Linked DNA regions of Mus musculus: regions 2, 3, 4, 5, 6 and 7 are each linked to region 1. A link is a contact called in public HiChIP or PLAC-seq and promoter capture Hi-C data. All regions are on one chromosome and are shown on one strand. The core of a region is the stretch at or near the end of the contact, and the rest is flanking DNA. Distances in the headings are between cores, read along the strand shown.

What was found. Promoter capture Hi-C pulls out the DNA fragments that hold promoters and counts their contacts. HiChIP or PLAC-seq counts read pairs in DNA pulled down with a chosen protein or histone mark. Capture Hi-C pulls out chosen DNA fragments and counts their contacts.
Region 2: a promoter capture Hi-C map of liver shows a contact between it and region 1, with 2.5 times the contacts expected there. The contact joins the promoter of Aunip here to the promoter of Dhdds in region 1. A contact is called at or near these places in 2 of 39 promoter capture datasets (cranial neural crest and liver) and 2 of 9 other capture datasets (liver and macrophages).
Region 3: a contact with region 1 is called in a promoter capture Hi-C map of liver, with 2.2 times the contacts expected there. The contact joins the promoter of Kdf1 here to the promoter of Dhdds in region 1.
Region 4: a promoter capture Hi-C map of pre-B cells shows a contact between it and region 1, with 4 times the contacts expected there. The contact joins the promoter of Stmn1 here to the promoter of Dhdds in region 1. A contact is called at or near these places in 8 of 39 promoter capture datasets (the 3T3-L1 cell line, 3T3-L1-derived adipocytes, the C10 cell line and 4 more), 3 of 484 Hi-C or Micro-C datasets (bone marrow-derived macrophages and embryonic stem cells), 6 of 115 datasets of contacts at active chromatin or transcription factors (bone marrow-derived macrophages, differentiating embryonic stem cells, embryonic hindbrain and 3 more) and 1 of 9 other capture datasets (macrophages).
Region 5: a promoter capture Hi-C map of liver shows a contact between it and region 1, with 2.1 times the contacts expected there. The contact joins the promoter of Nudc here to the promoter of Dhdds in region 1. A contact is called at or near these places in 2 of 39 promoter capture datasets (hippocampal neurons and liver) and 4 of 115 datasets of contacts at active chromatin or transcription factors (large pre-B cells, memory CD8 T cells, microglia and 1 more).
Region 6: a contact with region 1 is called in a promoter capture Hi-C map of liver, with 2.1 times the contacts expected there. The contact joins the promoter of 1700021N21Rik here to the promoter of Dhdds in region 1. A contact is called at or near these places in 2 of 39 promoter capture datasets (hematopoietic stem and progenitor cells and liver) and 1 of 9 other capture datasets (liver).
Region 7: a contact with region 1 is called in an HNF4G HiChIP or PLAC-seq map of pancreatic cancer cells. The contact joins the promoter of Gpatch3 here to the promoter of Dhdds in region 1. A contact is called at or near these places in 7 of 39 promoter capture datasets (cranial neural crest, frontonasal cranial neural crest, hematopoietic stem and progenitor cells and 4 more), 1 of 484 Hi-C or Micro-C datasets (erythroblasts), 5 of 115 datasets of contacts at active chromatin or transcription factors (T-cell acute lymphoblastic leukemia, astrocytes, bone marrow-derived macrophages and 2 more) and 3 of 9 other capture datasets (adipose tissue, liver and pancreatic islet).

What each region holds. Positions count from the first base shown.
Region 1 is chr4:133,999,130-134,003,437 of GRCm38.p6, forward strand. It overlaps Dhdds (dehydrodolichyl diphosphate synthase), which reads right to left and starts at 1,753. Exons shown (of 9, transcript NM_001362959.1): 1 at 1,596-1,753; 2 at 1,140-1,264. The coding sequence starts at 1,202. Lin28a (lin-28 homolog A (C. elegans)) reads right to left here. Exons shown (of 4, transcript NM_145833.1): 4 at 4,201-4,308.
Region 2 is chr4:134,508,642-134,512,949 of GRCm38.p6, forward strand. It overlaps Aunip (aurora kinase A and ninein interacting protein), which reads left to right and starts at 2,358. Exons shown (of 3, transcript NM_001081099.1): 1 at 2,358-2,528. The coding sequence starts at 2,451. Paqr7 (progestin and adipoQ receptor family member VII) reads left to right here. Exons shown (of 2, transcript NM_027995.3): 2 at 1-1,596.
Region 3 is chr4:133,517,227-133,521,534 of GRCm38.p6, forward strand. It overlaps Kdf1 (keratinocyte differentiation factor 1), which reads left to right and starts at 1,737. Exons shown (of 4, transcript NM_133707.2): 1 at 1,737-1,826. It overlaps Gm42323 (predicted gene, 42323), which reads right to left and starts at 2,632. Exons shown (of 3, transcript NM_001378703.1): 1 at 1,874-2,632; 2 at 963-1,035. The coding sequence starts at 2,583.
Region 4 is chr4:134,465,797-134,470,104 of GRCm38.p6, forward strand. Stmn1 (stathmin 1) reads left to right here and starts at 2,524. Exons shown (of 5, transcript NM_019641.4): 1 at 2,524-2,633; 2 at 4,307-4,308.
Region 5 is chr4:133,544,248-133,548,555 of GRCm38.p6, forward strand. It overlaps Nudc (nudC nuclear distribution protein), which reads right to left and starts at 1,780. Exons shown (of 8, transcript NM_010948.3): 1 at 1,558-1,780. The coding sequence starts at 1,638.
Region 6 is chr4:134,448,192-134,452,499 of GRCm38.p6, forward strand. 1700021N21Rik (RIKEN cDNA 1700021N21 gene) reads right to left here and starts at 1,980. Exons shown (of 3, transcript NR_045800.1): 1 at 1,800-1,980; 2 at 1,486-1,605; 3 at 574-1,177. Gm30453 (a long non-coding RNA gene) reads right to left here and starts at 88. Exons shown (of 3, transcript XR_390824.3): 1 at 1-88.
Region 7 is chr4:133,573,040-133,577,347 of GRCm38.p6, forward strand. Gpatch3 (G patch domain containing 3) reads left to right here and starts at 1,706. Exons shown (of 7, transcript NM_172876.2): 1 at 1,706-2,171. The coding sequence starts at 1,721.

The sequences.
Region 1 (4,308 bases), core at 503-3,002:
GTCTCCTACACTTATTTTTGCCAACACGAGGCAAAGTTTCCTAAGGAGAGAGTTTTCATTTTTTGGACTCCCTGTGATTATTTGACATTTGTAGGTATGTGGAAATACAAGGCTTACTGACGCAAATTCACTGTTAAAACACTGCTCGACAGTCTGTATCTAAAAACTAAAGCCAGGCTGACTGGCTTGCATCCAAACCTCTCTCAGGCACAGAATATGACATGGCTGTGACTCCTGATGGGGGCCTTTGATGGTTGAGCTGGTAAAGGTACTTGTCCCAAAGCCCGATCCTGAAAGCTGTTCTCTGTACTCTAAATGTACACTATATATCACCATACTAAGATAAATAACGGACTGGCACTAGATATTGTGCCACGTTCTTTGTGTATTTCTTTTTTTTAATCCTCAAAAAAGACAAGTTTGTTAAGCCACATGGTTGGTAAATAACAGTTTTCCTCACGGATGTCTGTCTCTAGAGCAGATGGTTAAAGTTTTAACCATCAAAGAACCATTAACTCAGAAGACACTGCAAGGAGAAACCGATGGAAACGCTGGGGCAGTGGTTCTCAGCTGTCCTTATGCTGTGAGCCTGGGATATAGCGCCTCAGGTGCTGACTTCAACCATGAGAGTATTTGCACTGCTACTTTATAACTGCCATTCTGGTACTATCGGAAATCGTAATGTCAGATACCTGATATCCGACCCTGTGAAAGGGTTGTTCAACCTCTGAAGGGGTTGGGACCCACAGGTTGAGAACTACAACTCTAGTGAGACAAATTTCTGTTCCCTCCCATTCAGAGTCACAGTCTCTCTTCCTTTTTCAAACTCAGAGTCTTGTGAATACCAAGAAAGCACCTGACCAGTGAGCTCTTTTGACACTCTCAACGGCACAATTCAGTTTTCCAGAAGGAAAATCTAACAGTCTATGTGATCTAATGATATTAAGAGACCCTGATTGGCCTTAAAAAAAAAAAAAAGTCACACAGTACAATAAATACTAGAAATGCAGCCCTTCAAACTACATTATAATTTCAAGATTCTCTCTTTACTAAATTCTACTTCATTGGGATTGCTACAATTTAATAATGAACTACTCAACTATCCAAAAGGTCAACTTTTCCCCCGGGGTACTGCTCACCTTTATGATGTTAGCACAGAACCGTTCCCACAGTGACAGCTCTCCTTCTTTGATCCATGACATAGTTCTTGCTATGTCAGAAATCACACAAGAACAACAACAACAACAAAAAACAGCCAGATAACCTTGAATAAATGAAAAGAGAGAGAAGTCATCCTTGCTTGCAATAAAACTGACTAAAGAGACTCTGCTGGACTGTGGCAGGCAACACGCGTCTGAATCCAGAGACTGTTCTAATCCGCTCAGGCCTCTACAAGCCAACGGGAGACCTTTGGAGCAAGGTAGTTCCCACTTTCTTATCCTTACGTGCACTGATTTCTTCCAAATATCCTGCCACATCATGGTACCTACATCTTGCTTGGTCAATCCCCACAACTTCCTTCTCTATTGCCCCGCAAACCATTGCTCACTCTAAGCTAACCAATCACTACCCTCCTTGGATGCCGCATCTGTTACCTCAATGGTCACTCTCCCGGCTGGACTTTAGTGTTTCCCGCAGCTAACTCCACATCCAGCTTCCCCTCCTCTGGGTCTCTGTGTTTACTCCCCACCTAGGACGCAGGAGAAGGCGCTTTTCCACCACTCCCGGGCGACTTACGACTTGGCGCTGAAAGAACACGTCACCTCTACGTGATTGGCTCCGCCTCCTCCGTCCGTGGTGGGCGGGGCCGCCCCTGCGTACTCGGGGGCGGAGCGGTGCGAGTTCTTGCGAGTTGGCTATTGGTGGCCGCTCTCGCGGGGCGTGGAAACAGCGCCTGGGAGGCCGAGGTCACGTGAGCCGATACTCCTACCTCTTGGGTCTCCTATTGCAAGCCCTGCACGTTAGGCGAGTTGAGCCTGAGGGATCGAGATGTGTTCGGCCCACGCATTTGCGTGGTCTCAGGTGTTGTGGCAGTTTGTTAGGGAGAGAGGATGCGGTTGCTCCACCTCAAAATTGAGTTTCTCTATGGATGATCGCAGTGCTTATATTATGGGAGACACGGTAATGTCGTATTTTGACAGTCCTCCTACCTCAGTCTCCCCAACTGCTGGGGATATGGACGTAAACCATGGAAGTGAACTGCGTTTATTTAAAAATTTGTCTTGGGCTGGAGAGGTGGCTCAGAGTTTAAGAGTACCGACTGCTCTTCCAGAGGTCCTGAGTTCAATTCCCAGCAACTACATGGTGGCTCACAACCATCTGTAATGGGATCTGATGCCCTCTTCCGATGTGTCTTAAGACAGCGACAGTGTACTCACATACATAAAATTAATCTTTAAAAAAACAAAATTGTCTTAAAAGTGTTCTTTTAGCCGAAACTGATGGCACGTCGTCACTGAACTCAGCACTCAAGGCTGAGGCCATTTGAATTAGTTAATGTCTTTTCTGCTACGTAGTAAATTTAGTCACCCTGATCTAGGGGATACTGTCTCCTCAAAAAATTCTGACGTGTTTTTTTACTTGTCGCCTTTTAATGCTGCTAACGCATCAGAAGGGTTTCTTGCGCTGGTCACTTTTGGGGAGCGATGCAAAGCAACTTTATAATTTGCAGATTCCGAAGACCCACGTTAATGAACTTAGGAGGACAAGTCAGAAAGAGCTTTACTCTTAGGACTTCCAAAACCACAATCCGTAGCATTTGGGAATAGAGCCCTAGTGGTAGAGTTCTTGCCTAGCAGGCTAGAAGCCCTGGGTTCAGTTTCCAGCCCAGTATAAAAAAGCATGGTGGCAGCGAATGCAGGGCAATCAGCAGTTTAGGTCACCTAGGGCGTTTGAGGCTAGCGTGGCCTACACAGGAAAACTCAACCTCAAAACTAAACAAAAATAGAAACAATCTTAAACATACAACAAAACACCATAAGCCACTTGTGGAGAGCTTTGGGGGTCAAGCAAGAACTCAAAAGCATTAGCTGTATAGCTAGTCTGAAGGACTTTTAGATACCTAACAGAACAAACTTGGGCCTGGACTGGGCTTCGGGAAACTTGCCTCCTCAAAAGTATTATCATCATCATCCATTGTCTTGCCTCTTGATGTATTTAATGATACAGGGAAGAAGTTGTTCTGCTTTCACACACACACACACACACACACACACACACACACACACACACACACACACACACACAAGCCAAAAAACTGAACTTTCAGTATCTGATGCAACTAGTATTTCTTTCAAATCATACTTGCATCTGTAATAGGGTTTCACAATTCCAACGAACCTTTTTTTTTTTTTAAAACTTTTGCCCCGTAGGCTCAATGACACAGGGTAAGATGTCACCTGTCGAGCTTTACCTGAGGAAGGCACAAAACGTGCATGACTCAACAAAGCTGTAGAGATGAATGGCCCATTCATCAGCTCTCACTTGTCCTCCCTTTGTGAGCCCTGAAGCTTCTGCCAATAACACCATTTTCTCAGGAAGACCTCTTAGCTCACAGAAGCCTAGTAGTTAGCGACGCTGGGTTTTAACTTTTGGTGCAATTAGCTAAAGGGTCACAACCCCCCTGCTCTGGTAACAGTTTGAGGATTTATTTAATCCACTTTCGGTTAATACTTACGTTTCCCTTTGGTAAAGTATCCCCCCCCAACCCCTCCCTTTGGAAAAAAAATCGTCCTGTAAGCACTCACTAGAAAGTTAGCAAACTGTATCACAAAATATTGGTTTATAGTGGGAGACTCTGCTTGGGCCTCAATTTCTCCGGTTCTGTATGGGACTTTCCTTTTGGGGGTGTTGCAAAGGGTTAATTAGGATTTGTAAAGGGCTTTGAGGAGTAAAGGACAAAGTATTATTAGGGTCTCCTGCCCTAAGCCCTGGCCCCAGCCTTTCATCCCAGCAGAGGCATAGGCAGCCCCATTCTTCTGCATGCCAGGCCTCTAATCCCCTGTGAATGTGGCAGCTTCCAAGGAAGGGACAAGAGGCCTTAACTAGAAACAAAAATCCAGAGTAATGAGGTGCTACAAGGGCTGAACTTTCAAGATTCGTCCCTAACAAAGTGGGAAAACCATAATGGTCCTGTGACTTCCCAATCCGCTCCGAGGTGGGGATTATGCGCCAGGAAAGCGTCCTAAGCATCAGAGAGACCAGTACCAACTCTGGAGTACCAATAAGTCTTTATTTTCCCAGGGAAGAGAAGGGAAGGAAAAGTCAGCATGTGTCACAGGATGATTATACGATAGGAATACAAGGGCC
Region 2 (4,308 bases), core at 1,108-3,607, 510 kb after region 1:
AGGCTGAGCTTAGAAGGGCGTTGCAGGCAAAAGGGAAGCCTGTACCGAGATTCGAGATGCAGAGATGCAGGGAGTTCAGGGGGGCTAAAGGCAAGTTTGGTCCCTGGGGCTGAGAGCCAAGGCTGGTCCCTGATATGCCCTAGATTCAATAAAATGACTATGATATTGCTTCCTCTTTGTTTTGACTCCTGTTCCAGGGAGGGGCCCTGTTCACAGGAGGTGGGATTTTTGTGTTTTTTTGGGTTTTTCTTGTTTGCTTTTTTGCATGAAGCTGCAGGTGCTGAAGGGGTGCATGTGGAGCCGTAGGGGTTCATGGTACATTTTTACCAAAGGGTAGAACTGTAAGACCCCCGGAGCTGGGCCTCTGCTCAAGTCCCGGGATGAGCTGGCCAACACCCCAACGTCCCAAGAGATAACCCACCTGATGCAAATTGCAAGAGGTTTTATTATCAGCTAGCTGAGGACGAACCCCTGGCACCTAGAAGGGCAGGGGAGTTCCACCCAGAGCAGTGACAGTAGAGGGCTTTTAACAGCTAGCTGAGGAGTTGGGAGGAGTTGGGAAGAGTTGGGAGGAGTTGGGAAGAGAGTTCTCTTCCAGGTGTCCTTGGTGAAATTTACAAGGCAGGAGTGGGGAGTGAGTTCTTTCTGAATTTTTATCTCCCGAGTCCTCCGCACAGGAAGGCAGGCATCTCTGGTTGTAAAGTATAGAAACAAAAAGGCTTTTTGCTGGCTATAGAGAACAAAGAGCTTCTTTCTGGCTGTGTTTTTAGAGATCAGGGAAAACAAGCTTGGGGAACATTTAGGGGCTTTACCTTCCAGGGAGAAACACTTTAAGTTGGGGTCTCACAGAACTGTTGTTGGGAATGCAGTGTGTGTGTGTGTGTGTGTGTGTGTGTGTGTGCGCATGTGTGTAATTATATTCCTATCTGGCATTTTGAGGGATTAAAGATCGGCCAGATTGCCAGCCTGGGAAACAGAGAGATTCTGTCTGGAAGTAAAGAAAGGACTGGGAACTGCTCATGAAGAGCCTTGCATGAGACACTTCATTCAGTCCCCAGAACTGCAGATGAATAAGGAAACAGATAGGACATGTCCCGCCACTTATAATATATTCTAAGGGTTTTCGTGTAATACATATGAAATTCATATATAAAATTTATATAAAACCAGACATACGAAAAGTTACAAGAAATATTCACCCAGGGCTGGAGAGAGGGCTCACTGGTTAAGAGTGTGTCCTGCCCTTCCAGGAGATCTGAGTTTGATTTCCAGCACACATATTGGGTGGCTCACAATCTCCTGTAACTCTAAATAATAATTACAAACTTTCTTTTAGTTCTGCTTTGAACTGACAGAGATCTGCCTGCCTCTGTCTCTCAAGTGTTTGCATTTAAGCCTCCCATGCCTGCTAGACAAGCACTCTAACAAATGAAGTTACAGCCTCATCCCTGGATTCCAATTTTGTTTCTTTTGTTTTTTTTTTTGAAACAGTGTTTCTCTGTCCTGGAACTTGCTCTGTACACCAGGTTTGTTTTGTAACTCACAGAAATCCACCTGCCTCTGCTGGGATTAAAGGCCTGTGGTTCCACCACCCAATTCCTTGATTCGATTTTTTATTTCATGTTTTCAAAGATCTTCCATGTATTGGCTCAGTTACTCTTACATGCCAATTAGTGGCAACCCCTAGTGTCGGGTAACCAACCACTGGGTCAGCCAGGGACAAAAGGGTTTAGAGTGGGGTCTAGAACCTGGCTCCACTGCTCCAGGAGGGGAGGCTCTGGAGTAAAACTGTGCAGTCTGAGACTGGAGAGATGGCTCAGCGGTTAAGAGCACTGGTTGCTCTTGCAGAGGACCCTGATTTGATTCCTAGCTCCTATATGGTGACTCAGAAGAGCCTATACTCTAGCTCCATCCTCGGAATCCTACTCTTCTGTCCTCCATTTACACCTATGCTCATGCGCGCATGCCTACAGACACCCCCCAACATAATTCTTAAAAATTATGCATAAATATATTTACATAAATATATCAACACAATATATTAATATACACTCACTTATAGAGTATATGCATGTATTTTATTTTATCATGTATTCTATAATACTTATATAGTATAGTCACAAATTATATGAGTACATATTATATATGTGGATACATATTACATATTATAATATGTATTCATATATATATTTCTGAAAAAAAGTGCAGTCCTGCCAAACCAAACTTGGTAGTGACCTACACATGCAGAGGGTGCAGAGTCCACACAGGAATGAAGAGCAAAGCAGGAAGAGCTCCCGGGAACCGCCCGGCTTCCTTAGCGCACTGGGCGTGGTTAGGGGCGGGGCTTACGTCATTACGGCCGGGCAGAGCCCTGCCTCCTGCAGTGGCGGGAGATCTGAACGCGGGTTGGCGCTAACGCCGGCTGCAGTGGTGCGCGGTGCGCGGCCGCCATGAGGCATAGAGGGCCCGAGGAGGAGGCGTGTGGTGTGTGGTTGGACGCGGCGGCGCTGAAGAGGCGGAAGATGCAGGTGGGACGCCAATATTGAGGCGATACGCGGGCTTTGGGGGACGCCTGAAGGGAGGGGGTCGGCATAAAGGGAGGACGGGATTCGGGGCGACTGGCAGCGTGAGGCCTTTGAACTGGCGCCTCAGGCGTCCTGTGGCATGCTGGGAAGGGCTCCACGACTGGTCACCTACAGGGTGCGGTCTACCCAGTTTGCCAGAACCAGCAACATGGAAAATGCAGATCAGATCGGGGATCTGGCCCAACATTAAATGAGCATCCCTGGGGTGCTGGAGACTAATTGGGCGTTTAATATGCGTTGGCTGTGTCATTAATCTTTTTTTTTTTCACTAGTGAAAGAGGGTTGAGTAATCCAGGTTCCCCCAGTTCGCTTATTACCAACAAGTGTTAGACAATTGCTTGTTTAGCATCTTATGCTGGCCGTTGTGTTTAGGGTTTTAAGTAATATTACCTTGTTTGGTCCAGCTATATGCTAGTATCAGTCCAATTACCTAGGCAGAACATGATATGTCCCCATAAGTAGTTTCAAGAGAAATGTGACTTTTGGAGTTTAGAAAGATTGCTGTTGATTTGAGACTATTAAAGCAGATTGAATGGAACAGGTGGAGATCTGAGATTTAAATAGTATGATTAGCAGTCTAAAGAGCAGCTGTTAACCATTTTTTGCTGATGAAAAATTGGAGATTCTTGGTTTTTGTTTTGTTTTGAGCCAGGGTTTTTTTTCTGTTATGTAACTGGCTATTCTGGAACTCACTGTGTAGAGCTGGCTGGCCTTGAGCTCAGAGATCCACCTCTTTGCTTCCCTAGTGCTACGATCAGCGTGTGCAACCACACCCGACTGAAAAATTGAGGATTCTTAAAGTCATCTTACAACCGAAGTCATTTTCTTCCCCGGGGACAGCGTTTCTCTGTGTAGTCCTGGCTGTCCCTGAGCTCAGAGAGCCACCTGCTTCTGCTTCCCAAGTGCTGAGATTAAAGGCCACCATTGCCTGGCTGAAGTAATTTTTTGAGGGTAACAAACTTTCACATTTTTTTCCTCTTAACATTTTTGGAGCCGGGCGTGGTGTCGCACGCCTTTAATCCCAGCACTCGGGAGGCAGAGGCAGGCAGATTTCTGAGTTTGAGGTCAGCCTGGTCTACAAAGTGAGTTCCAGGACAGCCAGAGCTATACAGAGAAACCCTGTCTCGAGAACAACAAAAACAAACAAACAAACAAACAAACAAACAAAAAAACCAAACCAAAAAAAAGAACATTTTCGGAATAGGTAATAAATCGATGTGTTCTGAAATGTAAACATATAGTCTGTGAGATATACTCCTGGCTTTGCCTGTAATTAACACACACACACACACACACACACAAATGCATCTTTTTCCTATTTACAAATAGTTGCATGCTATACACTGGCAATTTGTGTATATTTAGGTTTTTTAAATTATTTTAATGATATCATTGTGTGTGTGTGATATGTACAGGAGTACAGGTGCCCACGGAGGTCAGAGGTGTGAGAGACCCTCCCTGAAGCTGGGGTTACAGGTAGTGGTAAGCCACCTGATATGGTGCTGGGAATCGAACTCGGGTCCTCAGGAAGAGTCCTGTGCGCTCTTAACCACTAAGCTGTCTCTCCAGGCTGTCCCCACCTACCCTGTCCCCACGGATGTCTGTGTCGGTGACTTTGGAGGGGGCAGTAGTTGCACGCACTTGTGAGCTGTGTGATACGAGCACTGGTGTAAGACCCCCATGCTGGACCTCCGCTCAAGTCCCGGGATGAGCTGGCCAGCAC
Region 3 (4,308 bases), core at 487-2,986, 480 kb before region 1:
AGTGCCAGGATTAAAGGTGTGCACACCTGGCTGAACGGGTCTCTACCAGTCCCGTACACGGCATTGCAAGAGCGTCTCACGAATGTGCCCTAGAACAGGCCTTGCTAGGCTTAGAGTTTGCAGAAGTGCCACTGTACACAAGGTGGCTCATTTTCTGAATTCCAAAGGGGAATATGGTGTACCCCTTGTCCATCCTTGCCCCAGAAGGAAGTGTGATAGACTGTGGGAAGTTCTGCCACTGGGCCTTTGCTGGGAACTTGCCACAGGGATCTCTCCCAAACCTGTCATTTCCATGTGTGACCTTCTTTGTCCTCCCCAGTTGACAGAGGTACCTTTTAAAATTGTTTGTTTGTTTACTTATTTATTTACTTATTTATTTATTTATTGGTTTTTTTTGAGACAGGGTTTCTCTGTGTATCCCTGGCTGTCCTGGAACTCACTTTGTAGACCAGGCTGGCCTCAAACTCAGAAATCTGCCTGCCTCTGCCTCCCAAGTGCTGGGATTAAAGGTGTGTGCCACCATGCCCCTCATGGTTTTTTTTGTTTGTTTGTTTGTTTTTTTGAGATGGGGTCTCTCTACATAGTCCTGCCAATCCTGGAACTCACTCTGTAGACCAGGCTGGCCTGGAACTCACAGAGGTCCACCTTACTGCCTCCAAAGAGCTGGGATTAAAGGCATGTGCCACCACATCTGGCTAGAGAGGTCTATATCTACAGAGGGGACACTGGAAAATGGAAAGTGACTTGCTCCCATGTCAAACAGTTCAAAAAGAGCAAGAAAGACATCAGGGACTATGTTGGCTGTGGAGGCGCATGCCTGTGATCCCAGCACTCCATAGATAAGAGGAGCAAGTCTTCAAGGGCAGCCTTGGCTACATAGGGAGCTAGAGGCCAGCCTGGGGTACATGAGACTTTGTCTCAGAAAACTTGAACAATCTACGGCTGCACCCCTGGGAACATACCTGATCTAGGCTGATCTTGACTCGAAGCAGGACAGGATATGGCTGGTCTTCCCAGGATCTTGTATTGGAAGACCTAGGTAAGAGGAGCTGAAGAGAGAGTTCTGCCTCAGAGAGCACTGGCTGCTCTTCAAAGTTCCAAGGTCCCCAGTTCGACTCTCAAGTGCTCACATAACAGCTCACAACCCTCTGTAACTCCAGTTCCAGGGCATCCCATGCCCTCCTCTGCTCCCTTACCTGTGGGCACAAGGCACGCAAGTGGTGCATGGATGTACAAGCAGGCAAGACATTCATACATATAAAAACATTTAATGTAAAAAAAGAGAAACCTAAATAAGTGAATATGTAGACAGACAGATAGATAGACAAGAGATCATTGCCTAGCTATTCAAACAGTGAAGAATATTTACTAAGCAGTTGGTATGTGCCAGGCGCTGTACTAGGGAAACAAGACCAGACCTTACCCTCAAGGTCAGAGGCTAAAAGGAGGAGACAAAAGACAGGAAAGCAACAGTCTGCTGGGAACTATAATAAAGAGTCCAGAGAACTGTTCCACATGACAGAGCTAGGGACTCAGGGGCCCGGACGGCTTCCCAGGAGGCATGCATGCCCTTTAAGTAGGAGCTTTGCGGCCCGGTAGGCGCCCCATGGGCTCTCCGATACTTCCAGGACACTGGACTATAGAGCAGAGAGGGGACCTAAGCACTGTTGCCCGATGATGGCCCCTCTCAGGGCCTCACTCTCCTGGCTGGGCCGGAGCTGGGCGGGGCCTCGGCCAGGTGCGCGGCGGCGCTCGGCGGAGGCAGGAAGTGTGTCCCCAGCGGCGCCCCGTGCCGCGCTCCCGCGAGACGCTTACCTGCGACCCAGGTGAGTGCCGAGGGGGGCGGGGGAAGGGCCGAGCGGAGGCGGCTCACCTGGCTGGGCAGGTAAGGCCGGCGCGGGTCCGCGGGGGCGCGGGGCGGTGCAGCCCCGGGTGGGTGACCCTGGAGGCCGCGCCTGGACGGCGGCGGGGCGCGGGCCCTGCTCCTCGGGCCCCGACGTCCACTTCCGGGGTGCGCGGGGCCCGGCCGGAGCGGCCCGAACGGGCGCAGGGCTGGGCTGGGCTGGGCGGGCCGAGAGGCCCCTGGGGTGCTAGGACCCAGCACCGTGCGTGGAACAGCGTCGGGAGTCGCGGGCCACGGCGCTGGTGGCAAGCGAGGCGGTGCGCGCCCCGACGGCAACGCGAGCCCTGCCGCCTGGACGCGCGCGGCTCCTGCTTGCAGATGAGACAGTGGCTGGGGCTGTGCCAGGGGGGTGCACAGTACCCTGCGCCCGAGCTGAGCAGAGCTGAGCGCGGCTCGCTGACCATACGTTTGCCTGGACAGAGGCTGCTGCAGCCGGCTCGTCCTGGGGACACAGGGAGGAGGGCCCATGGAGAGCCCCCGAGTCTGTCTGTCTGTCCGTCTGTCTCTGTGTTTTGTGGGGACTGTCGGAAAGGCGAAGGCAGTGAGAAATCAGAGAATCCTGGGGCCATCAGACCTTGAGGCATCCTTGCGATGCCTTCGAACGCTGCCAAGTTAGAGAATGCCAAGAGTGTGTCTTCCCAGGCTTTTGCTAAACACGGAGCTCCACCCCCAACCCCCATACCTCCGTAGAGGGTTAGAAGGACATTAATCTCTCCTCTTTTGAGAGATGAGGTTTTCCATTTTTATTTTACGTCACATTGGTTTATTATTTACTTATATTTAAGTTAATTTAATATATATTTTGTTTTGCTTTTTGAGATAGGGTCTCATATGGCCCAGGCTAGGCCCAATATTCAGCCAAGGATGACTCTGAAGTCCTCATCATCTCATCGTGTCTTGTGCTGGAATTACAGACGTGGGCCACCTCACTACTCTAAGATGAACCTATTTAAAGATGAGGAAGCTGGGTCCAAGACTCTTGTCCCAGGCCAAAATTGAGGCAAAAATTGGTCCCACTAAATTAAGTGAGCAGTGTCACTGGGTTGTCAGGAGGGATGGACCAGGGACAATCGTGGGAAAAGGAAGGTGTAGATGGATGGTTTGAAGGGACGCTCATGCAAGGCACTATTCATACCACAAACAGGAAGGCTGACTGCTTGGTTGTTTAAGTTTCAGACAGGGTCTCTCTCTTGGGTAGCCCAGGCTGATCTTGAACTCAAAGAATCTGCCTGGCTCAGCCTTTCTAGTTCTGAAATTACCTGAGGGAGCCACCAAGAGCAGAGTACCTGGGGTGAAGAGCCTGGCCTGCCCCGCAGCAAATCTTGTTCCTTCCCAGCCTGCTGACTTACTTGATCTCTCCTCTCTGTTCTCTGAGCTTCCGATTCCTGAACTGTACAGTGACAGTAAATAATTCACGTGGCAGTTGTAAGGACTGAATAACGTGGAAGAGCTCTGGCTAGAGCCGGTTTCTAGCCCATTCACTGCCGTCTCCTCAGTGCTAAGCACAGTGCTGGCCCGTGGACAGTGTAATGAACAGTAGCAGTCCTAAGCCGTCGGTGGTGGGGAGAGAAACACTGACCCATGATACTCCTACAGACCCACAGACAATCATTGTGGGGGGTCCGAGGACAGATGGTAGGACTGTAGATGCAAGCCCTCCAGAGGTGCCAGCTCATGCTGGCAGCTTTAACTGGCCCTTTCCTCACAAGTCCACAGATGGGATGGGATAGTAGAGGAATCCTCTTGAGAACTTGGGCAAGGAGTGGGGGAGGGTCTGAGGACAGGCCAACTGGGTACAAAGAAGAGTGTGCTTGTGGGGGCCTGAGGCTATAGCTCTATTGATAGACACTTAGCGTGCATTAGACCCTGAGTTAGATCCCCAGCTATGCATAAACCAGCACTTGTGAAGGCAGGAGAATGAATCAGTGGGTCAGTCCTAGTCCCAGCTACATTGTGAGTTTGAGGCCAGCCAGGGGTACATAAGAGCCTATCTTAAGAAACAAGTGTGACTTTGGACAACTTACTTAACTTTTGTGCTTCAGTAGAGTGGGATAATACCTAGAAGGCCTTGAGAATTAATAGATTTATTACAGGCAACATGGTTAAAGTAATGTAAGCTGTCCACAGTCACTTGCACTAGAGGGGAACTCTCCTGAGGTGAGCTAGTCTGTTTTACCACTTTGTCCATAGAGTGTAGGGTGCACAGTAGGTCCTCAGTATTTGTTAAATGACGGAATGAATTCATGTCCAAACTCACATTTAATCAAATCAGAGCAAACATTTAGTTATCTCCCTCTGGATTGTGAAGAACATTTTTTTGTTGTAATGGGGTCTTGCTATATAGTATGTGTTCATCTCAAAGTATGATCCTCCTGCCTCAGCCTTTGTGGTACTAGGATAACTGC
Region 4 (4,308 bases), core at 1,274-3,773, 470 kb after region 1:
AGCAGCAGTGGACCTCAGAGGCGCCTATGTGGGAGACAACCTCTGTGGCCTCAGAAGCAACAATGAACAAAGGCTGTCGCCTCTCTGGGAATCGCTGAGATCTGACAAGAGCCCGGTGCGGTGTGTTTCATCAGGGTAGGCATCCTCGCTGGGCTTTGAAGCCTCAAGTCCTCTCCTTTGGCTGTCTACACAGATCAAATAAGCTGTACAGCTGCCACATCTAGACTTCACTCGGTGCTAATCCGTAGTCACAGCCGGCCCCATAGCCATCCGACCAAGCCATCTGAGCAGAAGCAAAAAATAATTCTCCTAGGCAAAGACAGGCAGCTCCTGAGAAGGAAACATTAACCCTTCGCTGCCCCTCGGAGAGGGTAGGGATCTTGCTGGTGTTAGAGGAGAGGGGGGTTGTGGCTCTTCCCAAAGTGGAGAAGCAAAGCTGTTAGCTGCCCTTCCCAGTTCCGAGACCATCCATGAACACTGGTGAGAACTGGCTTTCGGAGAAGCAACCCCGTTCCATCCTGCAGAGCAGGATTGTCCCACAGCACAGGAAGCACCTCTCTATTCACAAGGGAACCTTAATTCCATCCCCCTGTCCTCCTAAGCAGCAGTGAGAACCTTGAGAAACTCTTGTCACAGATGTCAACAGGAGCAGACATCTAACCACAAATCCAGAAGCCAAAGGGTATCGCTAAAAAAGATGAAAAAAAAAAAAACCTACATGAGTTCTAACATCTACTCCATTCTTAGCTGTGGTTTCCATGGAAATAGACATCTGCTCTAGGGAGAAAGGTGTGTGTGGGGGTGGGGTGGGATGATATAAATGCTTCAAAATAATCAGTGTTTTGAGAGATTAATTCTCCTCTGTCACAACATTAATAGAAATATGAGACTTTTGCGTGGCATATCTTGTATTTGAAAAAAAAATGTATCACATGGGTGGGATCTTGCACACACATCTCCAAATCCAATACAAAGACTTCAAGACAAAGTGCTGGTTCAGAAGTTCCCGAACCTCGTGGCTATGGAGGTCTCTGCACATTTGTGTTCCCCCAGCTTCTCAGTTTTCAGAAAGGTCTAATCCTCGTTCCTGTCCAGTTCTAAAAATGACTTCAGGGATCCATTCTGAAAGTTGAAGCATCAGGCCATTGTGAGACTGCGTTCTGAGAGGGAAAAGCCTTCCACTGCGCAGAACTGGCTCCTGTTGTTCACATGCTAAGCAAGAACCACTTAGACTGGCTGGGGCGGGGGCAGAGGGAGACTGACCCCACGCAAGGGCAATTGCTGGAAAATATGCCTCTATAAGCATATTCCAGACAACTGTACTTTGCCAATTGCTTGCTTTGTACGTTGTCTGCACAATACAGTTTTCACTGTCCTGTATGCCTATTGTATTTTATCTCGGGTGCTTCCCTCTTGGTTAAGCAGATGTAGGATTGTTTTAAAATTAGGATTGTTTCCACAGAAGCTGTTGTATGTATGGGTTGGCTTTTGAGAGACCAAATCCATTAATAAAATGGTAAACCCAATGAAGAGTTTCTGAGCAGGTGCTTTGGGGAAATGACCACCTCGTGGGGACACAGCTTTGGTCAGCAGAGAGAAGAGGTTCTTAGACAGACAGGGTCACGCTAATTTCCTTTGTGTCTCTGCTATAGTTTTGCTTTATCCCGGCCAGAGGGAACCGTGACCTTGTGGCTCCTTTTGTTTACATTCTCAAAGTGAGCCCAGCCCCGCTCTAGGGAGCACGTGCTTTCAGAACAAAAGGAGCAAAGTGTATCTAGAACTGCCATCGCTCTTCCCTTCCCTTTCCTGTCACCGCAAGGCTTTAGCAGTCCAGATGGAGTCTGCCTTTAAGCTTAGTGGCTTTGTTAAACCCAAGATCAGATTCCAGAGCCTCCCGCTGTCCTGCCTAGATCCCAGTGTTTCCAGCTCGGGAGGCTGAAGGGTAGAATGCAAGTGGCCAAGGGAAGAACCACGCCCGTAATCTGCCAGTAGGAAATGGGTTAGGGACTGCGTTGTTGCGCTACAGGTGACAAGCTGCCGTGTGTCCGTGATAGGACACCGAGGGTAGAGGATCGTGCAGGGGCGTGGAGTGGCACTATCTTGTCACAGGGTTTCGGGCGTTTTAGGCGACCGGGAGGGGTATGGCATCAAAAGGGATATTGCTTAGGGAGCCAAATAAACTCCTATGGCTGGGTAGAGGTAGAGTCCAGTCGGTCGAGGTCTAAAAGAAGTAGGTTAGGACCGACCCCTCCCCTGCTCCTCACCTCGCCCTGCAGTTTTCCTAAAGAGAGTCCCATAACCGATTCAGTCCTGCGGCCGCAGCCAAATGCTCTTCCGATCAGAGACACCCCACCCACCCACGCTAGTCCCGGCTAACACCTAGAGAGACCCCCCACCAGGAGTGCCCCACCCCTAGCATTGTCCTCCTGCCCCCCTGGCCCGGACTACAATTCCCGAAATGCTTCTCTCCAGAGAGGCGGTGCTCTCCAGGCTTCGGGGCGGGACTGGCACGTGCCGTCACCCGCAGCCAATGCGGAGCGCCTGGTCTGGGTCACGTGCCGCTGTTTGGCGCTTTTGTGCGCGCCCAGGTCTGTTGGTGCTCAGAGTGTGGCCAGGCGGCTCGGACCGAGCAGGTGGGTGCAGGCTTGGCTTAGGCGGAGGCTACGGCGGGCTGGGGAGCAGCCGGGAACGCGGCGGGTCCCCCAGCCGGGCACAGGAGATGGGCGGAGACCCCGAGCCCCAGCGGGTGGGGGGCGTTGGTCTTTTGTGTGGAGCTCGGGCGGAGCCTTGGCTTTTGTCCCTATTCCCTGGAGATGCGGGCTGGAGGGGAGGGGGCGCGGCCAGCGCTGGGCTTTAGCCCGGGTGCGAGCGTGGAGACAATAGGAGGCGTGAGCCGTCCTCTGCATCTACCGCCCGGCGGGCGCGGCTGTTCGGGGGGTCCCCATTGTCTGAAGGAGAGCGAGGCTGGGGGCGCTCGTGCTGCTGAGGGGCGGCGCCCGCCCGGTCTCCCGGGGCTTCGGGGCGGTGGTCCCGGACAGCTCTGGGCACTCCGTCAGTGGGTGAAGGCCGTGCGACCGAGCCCTCTACAGCCACCCCAGGGCTGCGTGTCCGCGAGGTGTTTTTGGCGGGAGTTGGGGGGCAGACGGCCGCGCGCTGCCAGCCCGAGAGGGGCGGGGCCACCCCGGAGGACCGTTGGCCCCGCCCATTCTGTCGCTGCCCACGCGCGCGGGCTCCCGAGCGTGGAGAGGTTCGCGGAGATTCGAAAAGGCGCGGGGAGCCGAGGGGCGGGGCCAGGGGCCGGAGCGTAGGGCGTGTTCTGATTGGCCCGGGCCGCCAGCCTGCCCGCCTGGGCCAGGACCACGCCCATGCTGTGTAGTCTGCTGCGTTGGGTGCTCTGCTACAGATAAATGCATTTTTTTTCGTTGCTTCGTTTTTGCAGTGTCTAGTGTTTGGAACCTTTAGTCATACGCTTCGGGGCTAAAAGAATGGTGATCTTTTTAAAAAAAATACTCGAGAACTGTTGAAAAAAATGTTTGCGACATAAGGCATCAAATGTGACAAACCTCAGGCGGGTGTGGTGGCGCTTGTCTGTAATCTCAACACTCAGAAGCTGCCCCCCCCCCCCGCCCATGTATGCATCGAACATGGAACCCAGGGCTTTGCAAATGTTAAGTGTTAACCCAGTGGGCTAAACCCCACCCCTCTACCCTGAGGAGGCTGAGGCAAGAGGATTGTAATTTTACAGCCAGCCTGGATTAAGTAGACCCTGCCCTCAAAAGAAACCTAGAGGTTCATACAACTTCATTTTCTCACTGTGAGGCTAGTAGCTTAAACCCTAGGAACAATAGGACTTGAATATCATTGGCTGCCAGCTTGGGTGTTATTCACCGTGGCAGACACAGACAAAGCAGGGGTGGGTATTTCAATTGCACAATGAGTTGTAGACAGAATTAAGATGGCTCCGATCTCATTGTTGGGTTGAATCTGGAATATCTTATGTTGGGCAGGACAAAAACATTAAGGGACGGAATTCTTCAACCTTGTGATTGAACCCCTGAGTTTTGATATTCCAAGATTTTCTTTCTTTGAAGAATATCATTTAATTTGATTTTCTGCTGCCAGCGTTACTCAATGAAAATATCTCAATATGTCCCAGTGTTTCTAGATTGATATTTTAATGATGTTTCTTGATTTTCACATAATGATTTTCCTGACATTGTCAAGGGTGTGATTTGAGACCCCTTTGTGCTGATGACATAGGAGAAATGTGGAGAAATTGATTGCATGCTTTGAAAAATCGTTCCAGGG
Region 5 (4,308 bases), core at 530-3,029, 450 kb before region 1:
TCTGTGAACCTGTGAGTAAGATAAAGCCTTTCCTCTCATCAAGCTGCTCTTCCTGCTTCATCACAGCAGTGGTCACTCTGACCAAGACAGAATGGAAAGCCATCCCCAGTGACGGGTGGCAGGAGCCCGTCTCCTCGGGGACTTGGGGGCCTGGCTTTGGGTAAACTTGTCACTCTCTGACCCTCAGGTGCTTACAGAATGTAATATCTGGGTTTTCTACCTCTACCAGCTCATCTGCTACACACCCACTGTGTGAACTAGGTCTGGCCATTTAACATCACCTATGGGTTATTTGGGGGTTATTATATTTGTGGGTCTTACTATATATCCCTGATTGGCTTAGAAGTTGCTATACAGACCAGGCTAACCTCTAACTTGTAGCAATTTTCCTGCCTCTTCCTCCCCAGTGCTAGGACTCCAGTCACGCACCATCTTATCCTGACCAGCAAGATGAATCACTGGGTAAAATTGACTGCCTCAAAATCCTAGCAACTCAACCCTAAAAACCCAGATACTGGTGGCAGGAATAAACTGGCCCCTTAAAACTGTCCTGTCACAAACACTACTACTACTACTAATAATAATAATAATAATAATAATAATAATAAATTTCTTTGGTTTTGTTTTTTTTCTGAGACAAGGCTTCTCCGTGTAGCCCAAGCTGTACTAGAACCCATTCTGTAGACTAGGCTGGCCTCAAATTCAAAGATCCACCTGCCTCTGGCTCCTGAGTGCTGGGATTAAAGCAACACCCGGCTCCAAATAATTTTTTAAAGCAAGAAACCCTCAACAAATTCCCCAAATGCAAAGCCTAGTCTCTTCCGTGTCTGCATCCCCAGGACCCAGTCTTATTATGTGTCTGGTACACGACAATGACAAGTACTTAGGTGCTAGGCAGGGTGGCCCATATCCAAGTTCCCGCACTCTGAAGACAGAGGAAGAATAACCCTGATTTGGAAGTCACTTGGTCTATATAGCAAGTTCTGCGTAAGCCAGGGATATAGAGCAAGACCCTGACTCAAGAAAAAAAAACAACAGGAACTGATATTCCTAAGCTTCACCTCACAGACGAGGTAACTGAGGATAAACCAGGAGGGAGCTTAACCTACAGGTCTCCGGCTCACTTCCTCAGTCAGTATACTTTCAAGTATAAAGAGACCACGTGCTAACCGCCCCCCCGGGCTCTCACTACCCTACACAGTATTGATAGGCAGGCTCCACTTTGGGTAAGATGCAGATCATATCGAGAAGAGTCGGCCCAGAGATGCTCTAAAGAGTAACCACCATTAGGGATGCTCTACACAGTAACCATTAAAATGAAAGCAGAAACACCCGTGGAGCGCAGAGTGGGTGCGGAAGCTCTGGGGTCACTCTGGGACAACGAAAACTGCTCTTGGGGGCTAAGTGCAGGGCGCTGACGGCGTTGGAGCGAGACTTCACTCGCGGGCTGGGCAGACCGGAAGCTGGGACGCGGGGACCCGGGGACCCGCGCGGCCGGGGTGGGGGAGGTCTCGGCCGACCGCGGAGAAGGGCTGCGGCGCGGGCCACGTCGTTTACCTCCTGCACGCCGCCCTCGTGCTGCTGCGCCATGGCCAGCAGCATGCCGTCGAAGCGCTCCTCCTCCTGCTCCCCTCCCATCGTGCTGCGCCCCGAGCTCCGCACTCGCGTTCTGCGATGCCCGCGCTCCCCACGGTTCGCGCGGGCCCAACGGCTCCCCTCGCTAGCCTTCCGCAGCGGAGCCGGAAACACGCAGGAGCCGCCCGGCCGTGCGGGTTCGCCCTTCCCGGCTTTCTTCCCGCCTCCCCGCCCATCGGTGCCCATTGAGCTCCCGGAACACAACCCGCTTCTCTGGCCATTGGCTAAGCCGAGGAGCAAATCAACAGTCGCGGTCCCAAGGCAGTGGGCGGGGCTCGCTGCCGCAGAGTTTGGCTTGAGTTGCTATGGTCACCAGATACCTGGGAGCTTTCTAGAAAGCTCTGAGCTCACATCTTAATAGGGCTGGAAGTTTTGATCAAGTGATACTGTTAGCCTTCTCCTCCTACAAGCCGCAGTTAAGACTCAGGAAGAAAGCACTCACCAAAGGGTCAACCTACTAGACGTTTAAGAAAAGAGCACAAAACTGTAGTTTGAGTAGAACAGTTTTACAAACTGTTTGCACTAGGATTAATGCTCTTTCATTACTGTCTGAAAATCCTTAGTTTTTCTGTTTTTTTGTTTGTTTGTTTTGTCGTTGCTGTTGACGGCAGAGGTGATGGCTTGTTTTGTTTTGTTGAGACATGCCCCGTGTATCCAAGGCAAAGACAAACTTGTGTTCCTGGCCTGCCTGCCTTCACTTCCAAGCACTGAGATTGCATGCAGGCTTGTATAGCCTGAAGATTCCCCACCGCCGGCGCGTACATTTATTTATTACTTTGTAAACCTGAGAGTGCTATACTGTTACAAGATTATTACATTAACTTTTCCAGAGAGCCTGGCTATCTCACACCTTGGAATAGGAACTCTTAAGGGTTGAACGTCACTCCCAAAGAGCAGGTTCCTTCTATCAGATTGAGGTCTCTGAGAGCTGGTCTGGGTCATCTCCATGTTAGAAGCTGTGCTGATTAATTTTATATCAACTTGACATTAGAGTCAGCAGAGAGGAGGGTGCCACAATTGAGAAAATGCATCCTTAAGATCCTTCTGTAGGCAAACCTGTAGGGTGTTTTCTTAATTAGTGATTGATGGAGAAGGTCAGCCCACAGTGGGTGGGGCTATCTGTGGGCTAGTGGTCTTGAGTTCTATAAGGAAGCAACACCTTCTATGATCTCTGCATCAGCTCCTGCCTCCAGGTTCCTACCCTGTTTGAGTTTCTATTCTTACTTTCTTCAAAGATGGACTAATATGTGGAAATGTAAGCCAAATAAACCTTTTTCTCCCCAATCTGTTTTTGGTCATAGTATTTCATCACAGCAAAAGAAACCCTAGTACAAGCCAGGCAGTGGTGGCAGGTGCCTTTAATCCCAGCACTTGGGAGGCAGAGACAGGTGGATTTCTGAGTTCGAGGCCAGCCTGGTCTACAGAGTGAGTTCCAGGACAGCCAGGGCTATACAGAGAAACCCTGTCTCAAAAAAAAAGAAAAGAAAAAAGAAAAGAAGGAGGAGGAGAAGAAAAAGAAAAGAAAAGAAAAAAGAAGAGAAGAGAAGAGAAGAGAGAGAAGAGAAGAGAAGAGAAGAGAAGAGAAGAGAAGAGAAGAGAAGAGAAGAGAAGAGAAGAGAAGAGAAGAGAAGAGAAGAGAAGAGAAGAGAAGAGAAGAGAAGAGAAGAGAAGAGAAGAGAAGAGAAGAGAAGAGAAGAGAAGAGAAGAGAAGAGAAGAGAAACCCTAATACAGAAGGCCTGGACTTCTCTGAGCAAATGGCTTGCTTTCAGACTCTGGGCTATAGTAATCCTAGTCCTAGCCTTCTCTCACTCTTCAGGTATCTTTTCCCTCAGTTTTCTCTTCCTGAATAGGATTGACAGCAACAACCATGATGTCAGTCTGTCCTCAGGAAGGGCCCGAGTGCGCCAAGGGCGTTACATCCTCAAACACCACTTTGACCCTGCAGACAATAAGGAAAAGCACTGTCAAAGTAGAGTTTCTGTCAAGCTTAAAAAATAAGAAACTTAGCCAGGCAGTAGTGGCACATGCCTTTAATCCCAACACTCTGGAGGCAGAGGCAGGTAGATCTGAGTTCAAGACCAGCCTGGTCTACAGAGTGAGTTCAAGAACAGCTAGTTCTACACAGAGAAACCTTGTCTCTAAAAATAAAATAAAATAAAAATGTTTTTATTCAATTTTTAAATTTTTTTTTTTTGGTTTTTTGAGACAGGGTTTCTCTGTATAGCCTTGGCTGTCCTGGAACTCACTCTGTAGACCAGGCTGGCCTCGAACTCAGAAATCTGCCTGCCTCTGCCTCCCGAGTGCTGGGATTAAAGGCATGGGCCACCACGCCCGGCTTTAAAACAAATTTTAAATTTTATTTTATGTATATAAGTTTTGCCTGCACGGATGCCTGTGCATCGTATATGTGTGGTGCCTGCAGAGGCCAGAAGAGAGCACAGGATCCCCTGGGACTGGAGTTACATATAGATGGTTGTGAGCTGCTGTGTGGGTGCTGAGAACCGAACCCTGGTCCTCTGCAAAAGTATAAAGTACTGCAACTGCTGAGCCCTCTCTTCAGCCCCCACATTCACCCCTGACCTACATACACTAAAGAAACGAGAGGCTAACCACCAATTCCCATGCAAGGCAATGGGGTTTTGTCCCTTGTGTATTTACATCTTCCATCTCCC
Region 6 (4,308 bases), core at 730-3,229, 450 kb after region 1:
CCTCCTCTTCTTGGTCTTCTGTGCTCTTCTTGCCTTCCTGTTCCCGCTCTCTCCTCATTCCCCTCACTCTCTCTCTTCGTCGTCATCGTCGTCGTCGTCGTCGTCGTCGTCGTCGTCGTCGTCGTCCTCCTCCTCCTCCTCCTCCTCCTCCTCCTCCTCCTCCCCCTCCCCCCTCCCCTCCCCTCCCCTTCTCTCTCTCTCTCTCTGCTTTTCTCTGCCTCTACTACCCTCGTAACTCACCTCCCCATGCATGCCCTGAATAAATTCTATTCTGTACTATACCATCTTGTGACTGGTCCCTCAGGGGGAAGATATGCCTCAGCATGGGCTCACCGAGGGACCCCCTTCCCCCATACCTCACCACACATCCATACAACTTCTCCCCCCTCTATCTTTTTATAAACACATCACCCCCCAACCCCACCCCATCCCTGCCAAGAGGAAAAGAGCAAGTGGGCAGAATGTGGAAATCACAGCGCTGCAGCTCTGAGTGTTTGCCTTCGTGTTTCTAGATTGTTCCTTCCCTGGAGTCCTGGACCCGGCTTTCGCTAAAAAGAAATGGCTCCCCACAAAAGCCATGGAGTTCTTTTATTTCCCGATTGTCGTGCCAGGTGTTTCCAGGGGCACTCGAAGCTGGTGGAGGAAGTAGAATGAACCCAGGCTTAGCCCAGGGAGTCAGGGCTTTCCAGCCTCTCTGCTCCTCTCTGACCTTGAGCAGGTCCCTCCCGGCACACTGGGGGCTTGCAAACTACAGGGTATGGGCTTCCTTTCCTTGTGCATCTCTTGGTTGTGGTGAGAAGCAACAAGAGGCACTTTGGAAAAGTCGAGAGCATCACATGACCTCCAGGCTGGATTCTGGATCCCTCTTCATCCAAGATGGCAGTGGGAGCCTTCAGCCTGATTCCTTCCTTTTCTCATTTATCTGTTCCTGCCTCACTGGAGAAGCACCGAGAGCCCCTGTACCAGATGCTGTTATTTTCTCAGAGACTGAGGATACCCACAGGCTCCTGGGAAATCAGAGGGAGGAGGGAGCAAGTCTAAATAAACAATAATTATGATGACTAGATATGAGGCCTGTTTGTCTTGAGTCGGGATCTTGTCATGTAGCTCAGGCTACCTGGCTATTGATGGAAGGCCTTCTAGATGGAGAACCATCTTCCTTGAGGTGTCCAGGGAGCTGTGAAGAATAGAAAGAGGTGCTTGCCTGTTCTCCCAGCACTTGGGAGGCAAAGGCAGGAAGATTGGGAGTCCAAAGTCATTCCTCAGGAAACCTATTTGCCTGGTTAAAAATGGCCCCAGAAGCCAGGCGTGGTGGCCTTTAATCCCAGCACTTGGGGGAGTGCAGCGGCAGGCGGATTTCTGAGTTCGAGGCCAGCCTGGTCTACAAAGTGAGTTCCAGGGCAGCCAGGGCTATACTGAGAAACCCTGTCTCAAAAAAAAGCCCCAATATCATATCCAAGGGAGAGATCTGTGAGTCCCTGATACCTATCTGACTTTCCAGGACATCTGGGGCAGGTGACAATCAGCCTCCTGAGTTTTTGTTTTGTTTGTAAGTCTTCTCTTCCTAAAGCCAGACAGGCCACAGCAGGACTTCTGGATCCAGCCCTAGACCAAAAAGAGCACAGAGAGCCTGAGGGAACAGAAAAGGGCGGGGGGGGGGGGGCGGCGGGCATTGAGTGATCTCCTGGCATGCGACCTGTTCCCTAAGCCATATGTCCTTACAGACCACAACTCAGTAACCCAGAGCATCCCGGGGGTATGGAGGGGATGGGGGTGGGGGGTGTCTTGCAAACACAAACCATCAATGAGTAGAAGGCCAGCGGGACCTAGCTCTTTGTCTCTCCTGAGGAAGTATCCTGAAGAGAGACACAGGGAATGTGTTTCTGGCTGGCACTCCCCACACAGTGCAGTCCCCACACAGTGGCAGGGAGGACGCTGACAGAGGCTCCAGGGAGTGGCTGTGGGCCTGGCTTCTAGAAAGACAGGTTAAAAAGCCAGCTTCAAGGTAAGATCCAGAGCTGGGACCCCGGCCAATCAGTCCTTTGGCCTGGTTGCCATGGAGACCGACCGGCAGCAGCTGCTAAGGAAAGAACAACCTGCAGCTTCTACATCTAGGATCCGTAGACACCGTGGTGGGGGAGGGGACGCATACCCTCCTTTCTTCCTGGATGCTGAGACCCTATCTGTCCCCAGCTCACAGGCTTTCAGGCTCTCCACTGTCGCCAAGTCACAAAACAAGAGACAGGACAAACCCCAATTTCTTGCCTCTAGGCCAACGCCCATTCGTTATAACATAGCCTTCTATTCAGCTTTGGGAGCAAACAAGACCTTCTAGCGCTGAGGCCTGGGGCCCTGGGAGGGTTTCTCAGTCACCTCCAGGAAGGGTCCATGTCCTTAGATGTGAATCCCAGTGTATTAGCCACTAGAGGCCAATTTGGCCCAGCTTTCTGTCACTTTCTCTCTGGAAAACCTGGCTGGCCAGAGAGTCTGTGAACAGCCTTTGTCTGGGTAGGGAGCTAGCTGAAGCTGAGCCCAGAGGCAAATGGAAAGTGACAGGGTTTATTGTCCCCTCGTTTGATGCTATACTGATATCATTAATTTGCAGCCTGGCTGGCATCCTTCAGGCCGGGACCTTGCGGGCCAAGCCCCCCACCTTCCCCTTACAGGTTATCTCAGGAAACCCCAGGCGGGAGGGGAGGGGTCTGGGATCCAAGTCGTTGGTCCTCTTTCCAGAGCAGCTGCCGGTACCTAGCTTTCATCTTATTCTGTGAAAGGAGATGCCGGGCTGGTGTCATCTGGGGCTTTGAGCTTCTGAGCTGTGCATGTGAGCGGGTTCCTTATGTAAGAGAACGGAGACAAGGCGTGTGGAGGAGCAAGAGAGGACAGAGAAAAACAGGGCTGCGCCTGGACTTCCGGGGCAGCGGGCAGCGGCTTTAATCAGGATTGTAGCATAGGCAGGGGAGTTATGTAAGAGAAAAGCCCGCGCCAAGGAACACCAAGGCAATGAATGAGACAGAGCCATCACTTCAGACCCCATGGCCCTTTCTCTGGTGGGAAGTAGGATGAACTCTCTTCCAGACACTGCCATATTACAATTATTTATAAACTACACAAATGATATCAGAGCATTTAATTAAAAAATTGCGTGTGTGTGTCACAGTCAGCGTGTGTCTGGAAGTCAAAGAGCAACTTGCAGAAATTGGTTCTCTACCATGTGGGTTCCCAGGGACCAAACTGGGACCATCAAACTTGGCAGCAAACCTCTTTACCTGTTGAGCCGTGCTGCTGGCCCGAGAACCCCTTTCTATAAAGGATGCAAGCGCTAGCGATAAACTGCCCTTTGTGGTCCCCTGCTTCCTCTCAATGTTAATAATTTCATGTCGTCCTAGAGACTCCGGTTTTTCTTTCTTTAGCCACCACATCGCTTTGTCCCGCAGTTTTCCCCACTGTGATGTTTCTCACAGCTAGGTTCTTCGGCAACAGCCAACCCACGGCCTGTATGACAGACACTTGGTGATTTGTTTACATCATCCATGTTAGGAGTCACACGGGCTATTTATAGTCTTTTGTTACTAATGAATAATAATGCTTTGGGTACTCATACAGCTGGGGCAGCAGGGAGGGAGGATTTCTAGATGTGGAATTGCTGGGGTAACATGTCTGGCTATCTAATTTTCCTAAATACCATGGGCATTTATTTTTAAGCTTTTTTGTTTTTGTCTTTTTTTTTTTTTTTAATGTTCCAAGACAAAGTTGTCCGTTGCAAAAAAGAAGAAGAAGAAGCCAGAAAGAAAAGGAAAACATGCGTGGAGAGAGAAAGCATTGTGTCTCTTGACCCAGCAGCCACAAACTGTTTACAAACTTGGGGCATGTTTTTTCTTTCAGTTACTTCTATTTATTTCTCTCCCTCCTGCCCCATCTACCCCCCCCCCCCCGTGGACAACCATGTAACATGGAGCTCATCCTCTCCTTCTACCTTTAGTGGGTTCCAGGGATCCAACCTGGCTTCTGGGGCAAGAGGGCAAGCACCTTTACCCGCTGAGCCACCTGTCAGCCCTGTTTGTTTATGCTGTTACTGGTATGGTGGTCCAATCACATGGCACCGTTTCCTAACCAGCTTTTCCTAACCTTATGAGCATTTTCCCTCATCCCTAACGCCTTTTTCTAAACACTCTTTTTTTATGATATTATGACGGGCATTGTAGGCACCTACCATACCTTTTCAATCCGATCCCTCCATTGTTGGTCTTTAAGTTGCCCTACATTGTTTTCTACTACATAATCTCAGTGACTTTTAAAAAGCCATTG
Region 7 (4,308 bases), core at 456-2,955, 430 kb before region 1:
GTTCAGTTGGGGATCCCCTTCCCTCGGAGCTGCAATGCTTCTGCTGAGGAAGAGACTTCCTCTCAGAGCCGTAAGGTCCCTGGGCTCCCATGCCCCAGGATGCCCTTCCACTGGGTACCATTCCCCTTGAGTTCTAGGATTACCCTTTCATCTGAGCAGAAACACCTACACCCACCATCAACCATCAACTGTATAAAAATTCTTAGAGAGGGGTGCGATCTCATGAGCCTTCCCCCTCCTCCATGACAGGAAATTGAAGGGCCTACTTTTGGGCAGAGTTGCACTCGCTATGAATTTAAAAATGGATCCAGGGCTGGTGAGATGGCTCAGTGGGTAAGAGCACCCGACTGCTCTTCCGAAGGTCCAAAGTTCAAATCCCAGCAACCACATGGTGGCTCACAACCACCCGTAATGAGATCTGATGCCCTCTTCTGGAGTGTCTGAAGACAGCTACAGTGTACTTACATATAGTAAATAAATAAATCTTTATAAAAAAAAAATGGATCCAGAGGCTCCAACGCCCTCCTCTGGCCTTCCTGAACACTGCACACAATCACAAGAGCTATACTGTTTGTTTGTGAGGGACTCAACGCCTTGTACGGAGGTCGTCCGAAGCTGGCAATATGGTTTTCGCCTATGATCTCTGGGAATAGTTTTCGATGTCTATGCATGTATTTGTACATTTAAAAAAAAATCTTTTTGAGGGCTGGAGAGATGGCTCAGCGGTTAAGAGTACCAACTGCTCTTCTGAAGGTCGGGAGTTCAAATCCCAACAACTGCTTTGCAACCATCCGTAATGAGATCTGATGCCCTCTTCTGGTGTGTCTGAAGACAGCTACAGTGTACTTACATATAATAAATAAATAAATCTAAAACAAACAAACAAAAAAACCAAACCAAACCAAAAAAAATTTTTTTTTCCCTCGAGACTTCTCTGTGTAGCCCTGGCTGTCCTGGAACTCACTCTGTAGACCAGGCTGGCCTCGAACTCAGAAATCCGCCTGCCTCTGTCTCCTGAGTGCTGGGATTAAAGGCGTGAGCCACCACCGCCCGGTTTGTTACAGATAATTTTATGTGCATGAGAATTTTGCCTGCATGTATGTATGTGCAACACGTATGTGCCTCTAGAGGTCAGAAGAGGGTGTCCAATCTCATGAAACGAGTTACGTATGGGAGAGTTCCCTCGTACGTGGGTGCTGGGAATCCAATCCAAGTATTCTGTAAGAGCAGCGAAAGCTCTTAATTGCCGGGGCATCTCTTCATCTCCCCCGTCCCGCGCCCTGAGAAAGGCTCTCTCGACATAGCCCCGTCTCAGTCACTATGTTGACCAGGCTGGTCTTGAACTCACGCACACCTGCTTGCCTCTAACTCTCAAGTGCCGGGTTTAAAGGCGTGAGGCACCACGCCCGGCTGGGTTGGTACTGTAGAGTCCAGTTTTGCATCAGACCTCCGCCACCTCCCGCTCAGCATCCCGGTGCTCTACACTGGTTCCTCCTTAGAGCCTCTCACACGCTGGACCAGCTATCACTGAGCTACAGCCCAGCCCATCGCACGAGTTTTCCATCTTCTGTGGAGCTGGAAACACAGATTCGGCCCAAGAGCAATTAAAACGAAACTTCAAGTACCAAACGGTCACCGATGCCACATTGACCAAACTCCAGCATCCGAGACGTGGTGCTCTCGCGAGAGTGGACGCCAAGCAATCATGTGACAGGCCAAGATGGCGTCGCCCAGGGAGCTGGACGAAGAGTCGCCGGTTTACCTGGTGGTGAGCGGGATCCCTGCCGTGTTACGCTCGGCTCAGTTACGGAGCTACTTTAGCCAGTTCCGGGAACAGCGCGGCGGAGGCTTCCTGTGCTTCCACTACCGGCACCGGCCCGAGAGGGGCCCTCCGCAGGCGAGTCCCGAGGCGGCCCGGGCTGGCCCGGACCCCGCCGCTGAGGATCCGGTTCTCGCCCAGGCTCCGGCCTCCGATGCCCGCGCTGTCCGCGCCCGGGGCTCTGCGGCAGCCCAGACCCGCACCTGCTGCTGCGTCGTCTCGGTGAGGGGAGCGGCGCAAGCCCAGCGGCTGCTTCGCATGTACTCCGGTCGCCGGTGGCTGGACTCTCAGGGGACCTGGCTTCCCGGTCGCTGTCTCATCCGCAGGCTTAGGCTTCCCACCGAGGTTTCAGGTAAGGGGGAGAGAATGGACCGGACGCACGGCCCTTGGAAAAGAGGCGCATTGCCTGGGTGGTTAAGATAGGTTATCACTGTTTAGAGCTTAAGTTAGTTCTGGACAAAGCTACAAGTTTTCAGCCCAATCTGCATGTTTTTACTCAAGGACTTACAAGGCAAAACAGACAAAACAACTGAGATCTGTATAGATAAGTTTCAAATGTATCCCCTCTTAAGGACCATTTCCCTAAGGGTGGTGATTTTTGTACTGACATGATTTCTTAAAAAGGATATTTGGAGCCCGGTGCGCTAAGGCACGCCTTTGATCCCAGCTCTCAGGCGGCAGAGGCAGGAGGATCTCTGAGCGAGCGAATTCCAGGACAGCCAGTGCTACACAGAGGAACCATATCTTGAAATGCACAAAGGAAACTTGGTTTCTTCTAATCTAACCTAGCGACTGGAAGACAGGCTCTGCAGAGGAAAGAGCTGGGGGCAGCAGAGAGGGGCTGGGCACAAGTGTGTCCATTGGGGAAAAGGAAGCCAGGTGTTTTAAAATGCCAGATGGAGAGGTTTAAATAAATTATTTTGAAACAGTTCATCCTAAAGAGTCATTAGCAATAGTGGTGGTATATATGCCTTTAGTTCTAGTGCCTGGGAAGTAGAGGCAGATGGATCTCTGTAGTTCTAGCCTGGCTTGGTCTACAAAGTGAGTTCCAGGACAGCCAAGACTATCTAGCTCTGACCCTGTCTCAAAAGTTAAAAAAATAACATACAAAACAAAAATGAAAAACTGGTATCAGCTCAAAGTTAAACAGTTTCATAGAAAGAGGTGTGTGTGTGTGCGTGTGTGCGTGTGCGCGTGTGCACACACACTCGAGTGCATATGCCGGCTATGGTTTAAGCAGAATCTTTAGGAGCAATGTCTTATCAAGACATACAGCATGAGCTGCCTCTCTATGTGTGTGTCTCTCTCATGTAATCTATGCTGGCCTCAAACTCTATGAAAGTTCCAATGACCTTGAGCCAGGTGTGGTAGTGAACCCCTTTAATCCCAGGAAAAGCAATCAAATTTCTATATTCAAGGCCAGCCTGGTTTACATGTCTAGTTTCAGACCAGACAGGGTCTGCCTCAAAAATAAATAAACAAAAGAAGTAACCTTGGGCTCCTGCCTGTGCCTCCCATGCTGGGATTATAAGTGTATGCCACCATATTTGATCAGCCCATCATTTTCTTATGGACTTCTCAAAACAATCCTTTGCTACCAAGAAAGATTGCTTATCTTGCTACCCGCTCTGAAGACCTGACTTGGATCTCAGGACCCACATAGTGGGAGGAGAAAAGCAACTCCAGCAAGCTATATCCTGGCCTCCATAGGTGCACTGTAATGTGCACACCGCAGTAAAGAAACAAAACGTAGGGGGCTGGTGCGATAGCTCAGCAGGTAAGAGCACTGACTGCTCAAGGTCCAGAGTTCAAATCCCAGCAACCACATGGTGGCTCACAACCATCTGTAATGAGATCTGAAGACAGCTACAGTGTACTTATAAATAAATAAAACCTTTTATTAAAAAAAAAGAAAGAAAGAAACTGTAATAAAAAAAATCAGGGCTGGAGAGATGGCTGAGCACTGGCAGCTCTTCCATAGGACCCAGGTTCAATTCCCAGCAACCACATGGCAGCTCACAACCCTCTGTAACTCCAGTTCCAGCAGATCCAACACACACACACACACACACACACACACACACACACACACACACACACAGAGGCAAAACACCTCTGTGTTTAGTGCACATTAAAAAAATCATTTGTGGGCCTGGTGAGATGGCTCAGTGGGTTAGAGCACCGACTGCTCTTCCGAAGGTCCAGAGTTCAAATCCCAGCAACCACATGGTGGCTCGCAACCATCCATAACGAGATCTGACTCCCTCTTCTGGAGTGTCTGAGGACAGCTACAGTGTACTTACATATAATAAATAAATAAATCTTAAAAATAAAAAAATAAAAAAAGAAAAAAGAAAAACAAAAAAAATCATTTGTGTCTGGAACACCAGATATGCGCAGTATGTGACAGCTCAGGATCAGAATACAGTTGCGTGGTAATGGTTCTATTCTAGTACCAATAAAAGCTGGTCCTCGGGAAGCAAGTATTG